Linked DNA regions of Mus musculus: region 1 is linked to region 2. The links are chromatin contacts, called in public Micro-C maps. All regions are on one chromosome and are shown on one strand. Each heading gives the region's core, a stretch centred on a gene start, on an enhancer-like site or on the middle of the called end of the contact. The rest is flanking DNA. Distances are from core to core; before and after follow the strand shown. Region 1 holds the start of Zeb2os (zinc finger E-box binding homeobox 2, opposite strand). Region 2 holds the start of Lhx2 (LIM homeobox protein 2).

Region 1 (4,202 bases), core at 123-2,622, 6.8 Mb before region 2:
GTCTAGGAAAAGTTTTGTTGAGAACTGAATGGCTGGGGTAAAAAACTCATCAAGTGGAGAGTTTCTACTGCTTTGTTCTCACACCGACTTTCAATTCATTATATCAAGCAATTAAAACTTGGCAAATACCTGTTAATAATTATAAAACTTATTCGAGAAAGACCTACCAAATTCGGGAGCAAGTCCTTCTCTTAGATCTGGCAGACTAGTCTAACCTTTCCCACCGGAGAAGGCTGTTTTCTAAGCAGAAACTTGACTGTTTTTGTCTGCCTAGCGAGTTTCATTTCTTTATTTCATTCTTTGTGTGTGTGTGTGTGTGTGTGTGTGTGTGAAGTAACACCTCACTTCTGTGATTATAAATAAAGAAGTGAAAGTTCTCTTGGAACTTGAGTCGTTTACCAAAGTGTATGGGAGAGGGGGGGTCGCAACAGCTGGGAAGAAAACTGCTGTCAGGATAATAGGGTTAAAATTAGGGTAACTTTTGATATTTTATTTTAAATGACCAAGTAATATACACATCGATTTTTCATGGAACTCCTCTCTCTCTCTCTCTCTCTCTCTCTCTCTCTCTCTCTCTCTCTCTCTCTCACACACACACACACACACACACACACACACACACACCACACCACACCACACCACACCACACCACACCACACCACACCATTCCAGACTTTGGGACTGAAAAGTCGGAGTTCAAGAGTCACAGGCACAGTGCTGAGCTCAGCTAACATAAACGTGTTTATCTCCCACCTACTTACATGTTTCACATGCTAACCCTGTAATGATGAGGGCAAGATCGCTTACTCCAGAGTTAAGACTAACATTCACAAATAAAGTTTACAGCACAAATGCCATGTCTTTCCCTCACACACACACTGGCTCATAAAACTAGCAACTTATTTTATTAAATATATATTTTATATGCAGTGGTTTGTAAGTCTCAGCAGAAATACAGACAGACAGCTGTTTCATCCCACAAGCTTGTGTGACCATTTCTTTATTCCAGGACCCCCCCCCCCCAACAATTTCAAATTAGTAGGACAGATCAAAAAATGATATATTTGTATTTTTTTTTAATGTGTCAAACTGGAAAGCCTACTCTGTATGCCTAAGTAAATTTAAAGTGCTTCCTACAACACCCACTTCCCCTTCTCTCTGCCCCCCTTCACCCCCGCTCAGCAAATGTGCGGAAACTGATACTCACTTTCCAGGTTTTCCGCAAAGCTTGTGGCACCGGAGACAATAGGTGCAGGGTGTAGGGACTGGGCGTGCTGGGCGGCAGAGAAAGGGTTAATGGCCCTTGTGTTACAGTTTGCATCTGTTACATCTTTTATAGCCCGCTGTTTAAACTAATCCTCGAGGCACAGCGTCTTCCCACCCCGCGGAGTTTCAGGGCTCTCCTCTTCTCCGGCCTGCCTCCGAGGTTCCCCTTCTCCAAGTTTTGACAGTTTGAGCTGAAAGAATGCAGCGCCTCCCTCGATTTTTAGGTACAAAAGTTTCGAAGCCAAAAAGGACACGATCATTTAGAACAACTTAAATAGTGGCCACGGACTTTCTCTTTCCTTTCTTGAGAGGGGAAGAAAACAAAAACAAAAACAAAAAACAATCTACTGGAAGAATTTAAGGAAATCAGTGTGGGGAAACGTGTGTATGGGGGGGGGGGGCTTAAGTAAATATTGTCCAAGTGGTGAGGTTGGGGGAGGAACAATGTCCAGAGAGGCTTATAATTATATTTCTTTTGCCGGGTAAAATGGGAAATCTTAATTTGGGGGCGGAGGGTGTAGGGAAAGAGACAGTGCCTCGATAAACTCCAAAGGGGAGGGGAGGGGTCGCGGGGCGAGTGGGCTTCCTGTAATTACTATTATCAATTTACCCGAGTGTGCTTCATCCAAGGGCTGTTTTGCGTTGTTTGTTACTTTTTTCCCCTCTTGGGAATGGGGGGGTCGGAGGAGGGATGAGAAAAGATGAGAGCGAAAGACCCCCTCTCCAAGTTCCCGAGCCCGGCTGAGGACTTTTCTGAGGAAGAGGTCCGCCTAGCCTTGAGTCAAGCAGTCTTACTGTACCGCCGTGTGCATTCCCTCATACGGTCAGGAGTTATGACTCATTTTGAAGATGTAATTCTTGTCTCTGATCCCCTCGCGAGTGCAACACACCAAACAGTAACAACACAAAGCGCCTCGGGGCCAAGGCTGGGGGTGGGGGGCGGGGAGGGGGCCGCCGAAGTTTCGCTTTGGCGCTGGGGGCGCGGATGGGTGCTCACCCGGGCCCTGGCCCGGATCCCCTGGGCGGCCCGCGCGCGTTTCAATGGGCGCGGACGATGCCCACATTGTCGCTGTGTTTGGTTGCTAGATCGAGCCTGCGTGCTGCCGAAGCAGGGCGCCGAGTCCATGCGAACTGCCATCTGATCCGCTCTTATCAATGAAGCAGCCGATCATGGCGGATGGCCCCCGGTGCAAGAGGCGCAAACAAGCCAATCCCAGGAGGAAAAACGGTAAGAAGAGGCCCGAACCAAACTTTTCCGGGCCACTCGGCGGCCCGAGACCAGGGGGAAGGGGGGGACAGGGAGAAGGAAGCCGGTGGCGGCGCCTGGGGCTCGCGGGCGAGCCTCCCTCCGCGGCCAGCGCCGGAGCCCCACGCGCGGCCGCTGGACCGGGGGGGAGTTGAGCAAGTGCGGGGCCAAGTGAGCGCCGGGCGCCGGGGGTGGGGGTGGGGGGCTCGGAGCGCTGCCGATCGGACCTGCTCCCCACTCTGCGGCCCCGGCACCCCCGCTGCCTCCGCCCTCTCTGTTCCCCGGCCCGCAGGTCCCCGGCCCCGCGGCAGAAGCGGCCGGCTAGGGCAGGGCGGGGGCTCCGGCGCTCGGGCGCGCTGGACCTCGGGGCGCGGGCGGGCGAGGGTGGCAGGAGGGCGGCGAGGGCAAGGGAGGGGACCCGAGGCTGCCTCTCCGCCAGCCTCAAAGTTTCTTGCTGGAGTCGCTGGGCCGCCTCTCTGTGCGCCAAGTAACGGTTCGCGGGGCAGCGGGGCCCTGGCCAGACGCGGGGAACCGGGGGGTGGGGGGACAAGAGGGACGAGCCGGGAGCTGCGGACTGGGGACCCGGCTCCTCTGCAGCAGGCTCGGGGCCCGCTGCGGGCCAGAGAGCGGGGCGAACAGAGACTTTTCCCGGCAGTTGCTCCTCCACTGCCGGGAGGAGCCCGTTATCCAGGCTGAGTCAGGAAGGAGGAAAGAGATGGGGGTGCGAGGGAACAAGCAGACCAGAGGTGGCAGATTAAAGGGGTGTGTATGTGAGAGTTTAGGTCCATTTTGGAAACGGGCTGTGTAAAAGTGTGTAGTGTGGTGTGTGTGTGTGTGTGTGTGTGTGTGAGAGAGAGAGAGAGAGAGAGAGAGAGAGAGAGAGAGAGAGAGAGACCCCCTAGGTATTACCCTCAAACAAAATCGTGGGAATAAAAGAGAAAAGTGATTGGCAAGTGCGCAGAAGGCGCTTGGGGGAGGGGAGAGAGTTGGGGGACGACAGAGGGTGCAGGGGGTGGATGCTGACGGAGGATACTGAGTTTTAAAGGGAAAAAATGAAAAGAAACGGGGGGGGGGACAGCCCCTCAAAACAAACAAGCGATCCAGCCGCGCCAGCCCAGAATCGGAAAGGAAACTTCATTCTCCTTTCGCTCTCAGCCCGCTTACCGGGCGCGGGCAGTCTAGACGCTTCCGAGCTGGGCACTAGGGTGATAGCACACACCCGGGGATCGCTCCCCAAGCCCGCGCCTGATGGGTACTACTCAGACCCACTTGGAACAACTTTCCACCAGAGAGGACAATTGTGCGCTCCTCTAGCCTGCCCCAATGCTGCACCGCATGCAGAGGGTTGGGGGGTGGGGGGAGTGCAGTGTGGGAGTTTAGGGTCCTGGAGGGAGTAAAACACAAAGACTAAAAGATTCTGTTTAGAGACAAATAATCTCCCTCTCTCTCCTCTCCTGTCTCTTAGCGTGCGTGCCACTGTGTGTGTGTGTGTGTGTGTGTGTGTGTGTGTGTGTGTGTGTGTGTCTTTTGCTTTTTGTGGTGGAGGTGGGGAGCCATATGGGTGATAGAGGAATTTTAGTCAAAAACTGTTCGTTATGTTGCCCTGTCTTTCCTCTTTGTGCTGTCTTTGATCTGTTTGCTTGGCTTAGTATTACAAAAAAACAAGGACAATAATATATTCCAAGCTGGT
Region 2 (4,264 bases), core at 1,114-3,613:
CGAATTGCTAATTTAGAAAGTTGTCACCAAATTTTGGTGGGTGCTGGCTTGGAGAAGAAGGGTCTTGGGTGGGGCAACCTGGACTGGGAGTGAAAGCCAAGGAGGTGGAAGGTGTGGGTCCCTGAAGGCCAATGGGCAGGGTCTGGGTAGGATCTACCTGTAGTAGTCTTCTTTGCAGTAGATGCTGCCATCCTTGCTGAAGCAGGTGAGTTCCGACTCCAGGTTGAGCTTGCATTCACAGCACTTGAGGCAGCGCATGTGCCATTGCTTGTCTACTGCCAGCAGGTAGTAGCGGTCAGAGATCTTGCCCCCACAGCCAGCACACAACGCTGCCCGGTCACTGCTGATGGACGGCATGGTCTACAAAAGGAGAAAGACAGAACACTGCCATAAGGGACAGCCTACAGCTATGCTCCCACCAAGAAAACTCTCCCTGAGCTCCTTCCCTGGCCCTGGTTATATCTGAATCCGCCTAGAGGACGGTCTAACTGGGCAGCCCATTTTCTCCATCTACCAGGCCCAAGCTGCACAGCTCAGCTCCAGGCAACCACCGAGCCAAGCCGCTGCAGCAACACTTTACAGTTCTAAGTTGTTCTCAGGCCTTAGGTCTCCCTATTCCTGCCCTCGTGCCCTTGCCCCAGGATATCCTCACAGCGGTTAAGTATTGGGACAGAGGGGTCTCTTCCCCCAAGCTCTCCAAGGGAATTCCTCAAAGTGTTTATTAAAGGTGCTGGGCCTCAGAAAAGAACCAAGACAGTAAAGTAAGGTGAGTATTAAAAGTCTTCCTCCACCGGTACTCCTCTTCAGAGGCAGCAGGGTTCCTGGCCCCAAGCCTCAGTAGCCTCTTGATCCTTAGACCAAAGGTTCAGCCCAGGGCAAGTCCAGCAACTTCTGGTTCCCGCTTGGGTCTTGCGAGTAGGTTAAGTGGGATACAGGGCGACCTTCCAGGAGGGTGCAAGGCAGGCCCATGTGAAATTTTTTTCCTAATAAAACTGAGCAGCGGAGGTTTATCCGGAAAGAAAGGCTTAGGGGAAACCCGGAGGTCACGGAGCTGTGGCTCTAGAAGGGAGAAACTCGGGCCAGGCTTCCCACCTCCTCGGTCTCTAAAGGTCACTGCAGCCGCTGCTTAGGCAGCGTCTGCTAGTCTGGCCCCGGGGGAGGCTATTTGGGGCCGGGACAGCAGAGCCAGGTACAGAGAACCTAATGGAGTCTCCTTCCGCAGAAGCCAGGCCGGTGACTGAACTCCGAACCATTGCCTGGCCAAATCTAGCCAGTTAGGAACACGGGTCACGATCAACGGAAAGTGCTGGCCCAGATGTCGCAGGGCCCTGAAACTGAGCTAAGGAGAGAATCCCAGACTGCCAGAAGACTGAAAGCGATTCAAACCAGCTAGGGCTTCCACCGGTTCTCCCTTTTCCCGAGGCGTCGGCGCCAGCACCAGGAGCAAAGTAGTGGAGAGTCAGGTCTGTGGACCGGAGCGCCTCCGGGAGCGGAGAGAAGAGAGTGGCCTCCACTTCCACTCCCCTTCCACTTCTAGAACAACGTTCTCCTCCACCCTCGCAGTCCAGATCTGGGTTTCAACCTTGACTCCCTCCTCCTCTCTAGCAGCTGAGTTTCCCCTGAGTCTGGTGCCCCGGGCCTTGCACCCTGTCCGAGGATTCCCCAGCCTTGGTCCCGTGCGTCTCGGAGGACTCTACCTAAAGTTCGGGGAACAGAGGCGCTGGCTGGCCCCGCCAGGTCCCAGCTCTCAGCCCCAACTCCACAGCCGCGCGCCTACCGTCTCCGTGTCGCCGCGGTCGATGGCGGAGCTGATGGCCGGAGCCTCGCTCTTGGCCCTGCGGTCCATCTCGTCGATGACCCCGTGCACCTCGGGGCCCGACAGACTGTGGAACAGCATCGCGGCGGGACCGGGGATGCGGCTGCCCCGAGGAAGGGCTTGCCCCCCGCCTCAGCTGCCTGGCGCTCCCGGCGTTAACCGGCCCAGTGCATCGCCACCGCGGCCCCGGCCCCGCCCGAGCTCGGCTGCGCCCCCAGGCTGGGCTCCGGGCCGCGGGCGCCTGCGGGCCAGGACGCCTCCCGCCGAGGCGTGGGGGCAGCTACATCGCGGGGCGCCTGGACGGCGGCGCCGAAGCCAGGGTCACAAGGGCAGGGGGTGAGGTGGGGGCGGGAGACCAGGGCAGAGGTCGGCGCCCGCTGTGGGCGCTTTCACGCCGCAGGCATCGCTAGCTGGGTTCTGGCGCCCAGGGCGCAAATCAGGGGCGCAAACTCTGCCCCAGGCGGCGGTGGCTGCAGTCGGGGTTCACCCAGGAACAGCTAGGTGCCCGCGGCGGCCCAGATGCCTGCACGTCTCTTCCCCCCGGGGTGTGTTCCCAACCAAAGGCGAACTGGAGTAGGGGGTCTCCGCGAAGCCTGCGAGCTGAGCCGAGCCACTGGGAGAATTGAAGAGGAGGAGGAGGAAGAGGAGGAGGAGGCGGCGGCGGAGGAGGTGGAGGAGGAGGAAAAAGGAGGAGGAGCAGAGTGGGAGGAGGAGCCGACGGCCGCGGGCCCAGCCGCGCGCAACGCTACCCAAGCGCGCGCCGAGCTCAGCCTCGGCTCTGCAGTCCGCGCCAGCGCAAGCCTCCGCGCCTTTTCTACAGCCGCGCCTGACATCACGTCCTGCCGCCGTGCCATTGGCCGCCCGCCGCCCCAGGCCTTGGCAGCGCGTGCTCCGGGAAGGCGGGAGACCCAAAGGGAGGGGAAAGGCTAGAGGAGGAGAGGAGCGGAGAGAGGAGGTGGTGGGAGCTGGTGGGCGAGGCTGGAGGAGGAGGCGCAAGGGAGGGAGAAGGGAGAGCGCGGGGTTTGGAGTTTTCTAGGCTGCGAACAGTTTCCTGTGTTTCTTCAGGAAGAAAAATTAAACCTTTCCTGGAGTCTCTGTCCTAAAAAAGCGCTGCCAAAGGATGCTTGAGGAAGTCTCCATTCTCCCCCTTGGCCTCTGGAACCTGGGGTTGAGGAGGGGCAGAGAAGACAGACCAGGAGTACTGTTTCAAGAGCCTTCGGCTGCTTCCCGCCCATCTGGGCTTCGGTCTGGGGCGCTACTCTCTGCGCTGCGTTTAGCAGCGCAGCCCTCCCGGGGACCAGGCGCAAGTGCCACCAGAGCAATGACTCCCAAGGGTAGCGGGCCGGCCAGCATATCCTCTCTTCAAGTGAGCTAGGGACTATACTGCCAGGCGTGTAGCTCCTGGATTTCTCCAAAGCTCTGCAGTCTGGAGGCATGTCTTTAGGAACTCAGAAAAAGAAACAAGGAGTCCATAGCTCTCTCCCATGTACGTGCAGTGTGATCCGGAGACAGTGACTCAACCTCCTTTACAATGTTTGACTTTCTCAAAGGGAAACAAGAAGGCCCCCTCCTTTTAGGTGTTTGGGTGTGATGAAAGAAATGAGTGGAAAATATATAGAGCATAGTAGGCACTCAGCGAATTTCTTAATCGCTCCCTCTTTTTCTTTTCCTATTTGGATCTTCTCACTCCGGGATATACTTGGCAGTTCTTAAAGACCAGAGGCCTATTCTCTTCCTTCCTATGGGGTACTCCATCCCACTAGCTCTCCCACTCTGGACCCACCCTGCCACCTGGTTGCACAAGAACTAACAATAACATGGCCTGCCCAGCAAATCCCAACTGCCAGCCCTGAGTCTCGTGGCTGAACCCGGGGCAATGGCTAGGTGTCTGGTGGAACAGGAAGGGATTCGGGAAGAAGAAAAAAAGAAAAGAAAATGTGATTTGGGGTGAAAAAGAAAAAGGGCAAGACAGTTACTGAAACTCCTTTCTAGGTCCGTTTTACAAGTTGCTTTCTTTCCATGTGATAGTGGGGAGAAATGAAGTCTGAAATGTCTGCTTGCCTGGCACAATTAAAGGGAAGCCAGGACCTCTGTAGTTTATCTCACAGGACACACAGTTGAGGCAGCATGAAGTCATACTTTTTACATAGTGTACATAACTTTTGCTCACAAGTAGGTGTTGCACTGGTGTTGCCTAAGCTCGTGCCCATGTGTGAAAATGTTCATGCTCGTCTCTTTTTGGCAAAAATACAGCCAGCACGAATTTTATCTTTGTTAATAACCAGCACAACAGTACAGGAGGTATACAGGTGGGCATCATACGGAGGAGGCATCTGAACATCCAGGACTAACACTTGTGTGCTAAGGCGAGCCTACTTGATCTTCTGTGAGCTCCTATCAGGTGTATTTGCAAAAACTCTTTAAGTTATGCATGTGTATGTACACACT

The links. Hi-C and Micro-C count contacts between places; a contact is called where the count stands out from the background.
Region 1: a contact with region 2 is called in a Micro-C map of embryonic stem cells, with 11 times the contacts expected there. The contact joins the promoter of Zeb2os here to the promoter of Lhx2 in region 2. A contact is called at or near these places in 6 of 484 Hi-C or Micro-C datasets (cerebellum and embryonic stem cells).

Annotation. Positions count from the first base shown.
Region 1 is chr2:45,108,308-45,112,509 of GRCm38.p6, reverse strand. Zeb2os (zinc finger E-box binding homeobox 2, opposite strand) reads right to left here and starts at 1,372. Exons shown (of 3, transcript NR_110572.1): 1 at 1,208-1,372. Zeb2 (zinc finger E-box binding homeobox 2) reads left to right here. Exons shown (of 10, transcript NM_015753.4): 2 at 2,353-2,494. The coding sequence starts at 2,422.
Region 2 is chr2:38,349,407-38,353,670 of GRCm38.p6, reverse strand. It overlaps Lhx2 (LIM homeobox protein 2), which reads right to left and starts at 2,363. Exons shown (of 5, transcript NM_010710.4): 1 at 1,778-2,363; 2 at 158-360. The coding sequence starts at 1,897. It overlaps Gm27197 (a long non-coding RNA gene), which reads left to right and starts at 2,931. Exons shown (of 2, transcript XR_374289.3): 1 at 2,931-4,264.